2 separate regions of the Anser cygnoides genome follow, and region 1 is linked to region 2. A link is a contact called in public Hi-C data. All regions are on one chromosome and are shown on one strand. Each heading gives the region's core, a stretch centred on a gene start, on an enhancer-like site or on the middle of the called end of the contact. The rest is flanking DNA. Distances are from core to core; before and after follow the strand shown. Region 1 has its middle 42 kb from the start of CDK6. Region 2 overlaps CDK6 (cyclin dependent kinase 6).

What was found. Hi-C and Micro-C count contacts between places; a contact is called where the count stands out from the background.
Region 1: a contact with region 2 is called in a Hi-C map of liver, with 1.7 times the contacts expected there. The contact joins two enhancer-like sites. A contact is called at or near these places in 2 of 7 Hi-C or Micro-C datasets (both in liver).

What each region holds. Positions count from the first base shown.
Region 1 is chr2:25,481,470-25,485,141 of Taihu_goose_T2T_genome, forward strand. No RefSeq gene overlaps it. Among named protein-coding and RNA genes, the nearest start is that of CDK6, 42 kb to the left of the region's middle. Within about 2 kb of position 1,597, at least 1 of the 3 cell types and tissues checked has open chromatin away from gene starts, as enhancers often do. A contact at or near this core is called in liver, where this site is marked.
Region 2 is chr2:25,326,998-25,330,480 of Taihu_goose_T2T_genome, forward strand. All of the region lies in intron 4 of CDK6 (cyclin dependent kinase 6), which reads right to left. Among named protein-coding and RNA genes, the nearest start is that of FAM133B, 35 kb to the left of the region's middle. Within about 2 kb of position 1,379, at least 1 of the 3 cell types and tissues checked has open chromatin away from gene starts, as enhancers often do. A contact at or near this core is called in liver, where this site is marked.

The DNA.
Region 1 (3,672 bases), core at 347-2,846, 150 kb after region 2:
CTTACTACTGGGCAAGAAAATGAGAAAACATGCTAGATAGTGCAAGCTCAGCTTTTTCTGTGGCCCTGGCAGCTGTATTAATGATGTACTGGAGAGGCATGCAGCCTGCTCTCATTGAGGAAGGTAGAGATCACTAGATCGAAAAGAAAAAGGCTTTGGAAGATCCTGCTTCCATATTGCATATTTTAAGTTACAATAAATCAGCATATGTTGGATTTTACTTGATTACATTTCATGTTTTCTCTTAATACTAATTATATAAGGTAACCACCCCCCTCCCCCTCCCCCCCCATCAGCAGTGGAATGGTGTATATTACATGAATTACTACCAACTGTAGATGTCCTAGATCACCTTTATGTTGCACTAATTTAGTACCTTCCCAATTTTACTTAAGTAAATCCGAGAACCCATAAAGCAGTATTAAAATGATAACAGAATACTAGAGAATCACTTAGAACCTGACATTCAGTAGTTTCCTTGTAAGCAGAAGGAAAGTCCAATTTGGTTCATAAAAATGTCACACTACCAATAAATGTTGTCTTGTCATCTTCAAAAGACTCTTTCCTTAGAATAAATGCAGATTCTCCGTTTATGTGCATAACCAGTGTAATCAAGGTAGGTAGACAGTTACATGAGGAGGGGAAAAGAAGAGAATGAGGAAGGTGAAAAAGATAACTTTTTTTCAGGAAAAAACCTGAATGTTTTGAAGTCTGCATTCAGGATGAGGGGGGCACTGACAGATACATGCAATTACAGACAGAAAACTGATAGACATGTGATTATAGACAGATGGTTTGCTCGGCAGGAGTTTCTGACAGCTGGGCTCCAGCACTTATTCTCGTAAGTCTTTATGACCTGATCTCTCTTCAGCACATAAATATTCATGTACTTACATTTTTACATATGATTTAGGTGTAAAACAAGGAATGGTTCTGCAAGATGCTGAACAGCCTTGCCTTTAAAATTAACCATGGAAACTTATGCCAGATGCTTAAATTTAAGCAGTGCTGCTGACTTTATTGGTTTTCCTCAATGTTTCTATTGGATTCACTGGTCTGTGTCTCAAGCATCGTGGGTAGGTTTTATTTAATCTGATTTTGGCTATCTAAAGTGATGTGCCTGTTTTAAGAGAGCATTCAAAGCACCATTTGACTCCCTGGAGAAAAGTGACCACCTTCACAAGGAAATTCCTCTCTTCAGTATGATGTCTCAAGCATGTGGGAACAATCATGCTTGATAACTAGTTTGGATGAGTTTTTAGTTGGGTTAATATTAAATAAAATGAACTTTAGCCTAAATTGTATGCCCTGGCACATTCCAAAAAAAAAAAAAAAGGAATAAGCTTCTCCAATAGTACTATGGCTATGTCTAGCAGAGGATCTTAGAGTTCTTCTGCATTCTTCATTTTGAGTGTATGAGTGTATGATGTAATTGTGCACTAAAGCTGTTTTAGGGCAAGACACAGAAAAGCACCAGCCTTCCCTTTCTAGGCAAAGGACATCAACACGTGGGTAGGAGGGAAGTGACAGTTTGCTCTGCTCATGTTCTTTAACCACATATGTGGTGACAAATTCAGGGGCAAGCTAAAAAAAATCCTGACTAAAGCCAGCTCTGTTTTCCCCAGACTTTATTTCTTTTAAGCTCTCTTTTCATTATTTCAGTCTTCATAACAATTTCCTAAGTGCAGGCAAGGAGATAAACTTATTTGTTTCATTCTATAAGAACTGCAAATGCTGAGGTATGCTAGACAGAGATATACAAGATAGAGATGAGAAGTAACTCATTGTTATTTCTGCCTTTTGCAAGTAGAGCAGTGTCACTTTTTCATCTCGGCAGCCAGAGTGCCTTGATAGCTGTAAATGCGTTACTCTGTAGATGGGGCTATGACAGCTTTGGGTCTTGTTACTAGGTCAGTTCTGACTCATGTTTCAACTTAAAAAGCCTGCTTCTGAACTTGGTTTCTGTCTTACAAATTCTACTTTACTTTTGCTGAAAATTTTCGCTCTAAGGTAATTTGTTAAAGAAACATAAAGCAAAAGCATCAAATCATAGAATCATTAGGGTTGTAAAATGCCTCCAAGATCATCTGATCCAACCATCCCCCTATCACGAATGTCACCCACTAAACCACGTCCCTAAGCACCACATCCAACCTTTCCTTGAACACCCCCAGGGACGGTGACTCCACCACCTCCCTGGGCAACCCATCCCAATGCCTGACTGCTCTTTCTGAGAAGAAATGTCTCCTAATTTTCAAACTGAACTTCCCCTGATGCAACTTGAGGCCATTCCCTCTAGTCATATCGCTAAATACCTGTGAGAAGAGGCCGACCCCCAGCTCCCCACATCTTCCTTTCAGGCAGTTGTAGAGAGCAATGAGGTCTCCCCCGAGCCTCCTTTTCTCCAGACTAACAACCCCAGTTCTCTCAGCCACTCCTCACAGGACTTGTGTTCCAGGTCCTTCACCAGCTTCGTAGCCCTTCTCTGGACATGCTCCAGGGCCTCGATGTCCTTCTTGTAGTGAGGAGCCCAAAGCTGAAAACAGGACTCGAGGTGTGGCCTCACCAGAGCTGAGTACAGGGGGACAATCAGCTCCCTGGTCCTGCTGGCTGCACTGTTCCTGGTACAAACCAGGATGCTGTTGGCCTTCTTGACCACCTGGGCACACTGCTGGCTTATGTTCATTGGCCAACACCCCCTTTTCCACTGCACAGCTTTTGAGCCACTCTGCCCCAGGCCTATAGCATTGCATGGGGTTGTTGTGGCCAAAGTGCAGTACCCAGCACTTATCCATGTTGAACCTCATCCCATTGGCATCTCCAACTCATGCGATATGAAGTCATCATTGATATTTCACACCTGGAAGACTGTTACTGCATCAGAGAGGGTGAAGTTCTCTCTTGCACGCAACCTATCACTGTAATTCACACTGTCTAGTGCAAACACCCAAGAAGACTCCTCAACTGTTTTATGCTATTTCTCCATTTAGGATAATCAATGATGAGGCTCTGAAATGAGTACAAGCTTCATTGGGATAATATAAATCAGACAGGCACAGATCTCTTGCAAAATGGAATCAGTCCCATAAAATGGAAAGAGAGAGCTCATCCCTCTAAGAAGTGGGTGATACCTCTCTATATATTTTGCCTCCTCAGTTCCTGTTATTTTTACTACATTCCTGTAAAGACAACTTAGTTTAGTAATTGTTCATCATTTTTGAGAAAATAATTTAAAACCAGATACCTTCAAGAAACTACTTCAAGATCAGATGAAATTCATGTCTTTAAGTACTGGAGACTACTAAAATGTCCAGTCCGGCCTAATTCATTTGTAACCAGCCAGTTCTGTGGGAAATGTTTGGTCTACTTTCTCAAGGATTGTTAGCCTCCATTCACTTTTTATCCTACGTTCACTTTTTGGTTACAGCTGTAAGTGTATTGCTGACTTCCTGTAGTTAATTTCTATGCATATGTAAAAGATGGTTATATAAAATAAGATAATGAGGAAGTGATATTCTTGGCATGTTCTTCTATATGGACTAAAGGGTTCAGTGTTATCCCCTTTATAGATACACATGAATATGCTGTTTATATAGAAGTCCGATCCTATGAAAGAAGCTCTTGTGAGAAACTAGTCACCATGAGATGCTGTATCCACTCCAAAATGTAGAA
Region 2 (3,483 bases), core at 129-2,628:
CACGGAGATGTTGGATTTTCTGAGCATTTTTAACATACAGGTTGGCAGCCTGGTAAGAGCCAGGATTGTAAAGGGGTTTGATTCACAAGAAATTTGCAGGCAGACATACCCGTTCCCTTTGAATGCATAACTGAAAGGAAAACATTAGTAAGAGGGAAACCAAACAGAGCCACAGTGTACAGCTTTATGACCAAAGCAGAACCAGCCTGTTGCATAGATTCAGTTGTTGATTAAAAATACAGCAAAGAGAAAGATAAAGAGCTTAAATAAGAGAAAATATGAGCATCTTCAAAGCTCCTTTAGGAATTGGCAGAGAAAAATCTTACTCTGGGGGCTTAACATTTGCTTGATGCTTTCCGTGTAAGCGTTGCCTTACAAAGTCCCAAGTGGCCTTGGAGCAGAAAGGAGGGCCTTGTCCCCCATCACTGGCTTAAAAGGGAGCTTTACCACAGCCATCAATGACCCCAGGATCAGGGTAAGTATGCTCTGGTTTCACAGCATCTTGTTAGAAAAAGAAGGAGTTTCAACAGAAGGATATAGCATGCCTGATTAAAATAAATAAATAAGAAAGGCTAGCGTAGATATTATCTTCAGTCATTATATGCTCTAACATGGGCAGATCCCATTTGTTCCTGGGAAGAACTGCTTCAGTACTGCTTCAGCGTTCCTCCTGTAACACGTTCCCCCCTGCCTTTTTTTTTCTCCTTTATTATTATTATTTTTTTTAATGGAAGAGCCTTGATAGGTTGAACGTCCTTCACTTATTCCCTAAGCACATACGTCACAACTCTCTTATCTGTGGACATTTTGCTTCTCCAGAAGATTTGTAGGTTATTTCATCAGGGTTTATAACTGAGCAGTTAGCTCAGCTCAGTGAGCATGATATAACAGTGGCATTTTGAAAACTGTCCCAACATTTGAAGCAAGCTCTAGAAATATGCACACAACTGGCCTTGGAGAAAGGGAAAGGCAAAAAATGTGTGGTCTTTGCTCAGAGAGCAAAAAGAAGCATTCGTCTTGTTTGTACTGACACTTCTACCAGCAATCTGAATTAACCATTTGTGTGTTAAACACTCACCCCACCACTGTTAAATTACATCTATTAATTACATCTATCAATACAAATATCTATATATCTATTAATTACATCTATTCACAGTTAAATTACATCTCTCTAGTCACTCAGCTGTTTCAAGTTTAATTGTACAACCAAACTGCAGGCTTCTGCATTTTTATAGCCTTCAGAAAGAACTAGAGGTATGAAAAATACAACCCGCTCATGCTCTTCCCATGAACACTTATTTGTTTTTTTTGTATTCTCTCTGTTTAATCTATTTCATATCCCCTTTTCAAACTTGCACACTCTAAAACTGCCGTGCCTCTTCGCTCTTGTGCAACTGAGTTTTAGAGTTGGAGGGCAGTAGTTGAACCATGGGTTAGATAAAGGCTATCCTGCGTGGATGGATAGGAGCCGAGAGCTCTTTCCTCTCCACTTCACTCACATAAGCAACGGTGCAAATCTCTGTGCAGAATGCTGTGAACAGGCAGCATGTGTTTGCAGAGCTCTAGACAACCCTCACTTCCAGAGGTTTACGCCTGTGAACAAATTTACCCATATTTTCCTTGAAAAGATCTCAATCCTCCTTCCAGAGCAGGCCAGAGCTATTTTCCACCACTGCTTTCATTAAGCTCATAACTTACTTCTCACTTAAAAATCTAGCAGACAGCATTCCAAAGTGACACAATTTAGTCAGAGTGTGAAGGTGCTCCTTAATGCTGTATTTTAAAAAAGTATTTTTTAAATATCTATATCACAGCCAAGGACCTACCCCAAGGTAAGCAACAGGGGTTTAAGTCTGTTCCTCGTCTTCATCAGTTATGCAAATGAAATAAAAGCAGTCTCCTACATGAAATATCTGTTGCTTTATTCATGTATGAAATTTCATTGTGGAAATCCACTCAAATCAGAATTTTCAGAGATATAGAATTAATTTTTTATAGTTTCACGAGTTTTCTGTGAACGTTCAGATGATTCTGCAAAGCTTGGCAGTTAGCATTTACTGTATACACTGGTCTAAAAAAACCTTTTAAAATGGACTTTGCTCTGAGAGTGCCTCTAATGCTGGAATTAGTTTTAATCAAGGGGTTATGTAATAGATTTTCAAGTCTGAGGCCCTAATTAAAATACAATTCCTCTTTCACAATCTGAAAATATTTTCAATCAGATTGCTTTCCCAGTAAACCTTTAAACTAAAAGATTTTGTGCCATTAGGTCAATTTCTCACGCAATAAACTCTTTGTACCCAAATGTCTAACAGTGTTATTCTTGTATCAGCTGAAAAGCATTGCACAATTACTGCATGAGGAAAGTCAACTCCTACAGGGAAGTCAGCTCCTACCTACCCCTGATTTTTCTATATCAAAGAAGAAAGTAAATGCAAAAGGAACAGGTATAATACACATTCAGTCTACCCTAAGATACTTAGCGAATTATCATCCAAGTATGTCTTCCCAGGTTCTCCAGGCTTTCATTTCTTTCTCAATGATGCTATGCAAACAGCTTCATAGACTAAAGTACACCCTGTACATAGAAGAGCTGATACTCTAAATATGTAACGTAAAATCATGAAAAAGGACACCAGTATAAGTGAGGCTCTAGTTCCACCATTATGAGTTACACATAAAAAGGTACATCTATTTGACTAAATTACTAGCCTAATTTTTATTTATTTATTTATTTATAATTTATTATAGAGCTGGGAAGAGTAAACTAGAAAAGCACCAGGAAAAAAGCCTAGAAGACCAAATCTTTGCTGTCATTGGTAGCAACACAGTGGCAAAGGTGATACAATGAGGTAACGGAGGCTGTGCATTGGCACTCTTTGGGACTTCAGAAAAGAGATCTATTAGATATCTGGTTTCCATATTTGAAGTGAAACATTAATGTTTTATGCAATCAATAAAATCCAAGAAATAGGTATTTTTTCTTTGAGAAAGCATTACAAGCTAAGAGGCAAACCCTTGGGCTTTCTCTCCAGCTGGGCTGGAGCTGCTGCTGTGTGGCAGCGAGTACATGTTTTGATCTATGATCACTTTTGTTGCCCCCGTATTAGGTGTTAATGGCACCTGTTGCACTAAGCCTCTCTAATTTTTCAGATAATCCTGAAACATCAGAAGAACTGCCCCCCACCCCCATATCTCTCATCACCTTCAAGTGTAATAAAACACTCTTGGCCAGAAGAATCTCTGAAAGGGGATTACAATCCTTCAGAAAAGAAAGGCAGGGAAAACACTTTCAGCGCTGAGCAGTAAACTACTGTGTGAGCAGAGGTGAAATTTCAACTTCAGATTTTTTCCTCCAGCTGCAGAGACTGAGCATCAAAAGACGTGAAAGTGGATTAGAAGGATGGTGTGGAAAAATACTTTAATTTTTAGCAGCTGTGCTGACTTACAGTGAATTAATAAACACCTGCTGAAAAACCT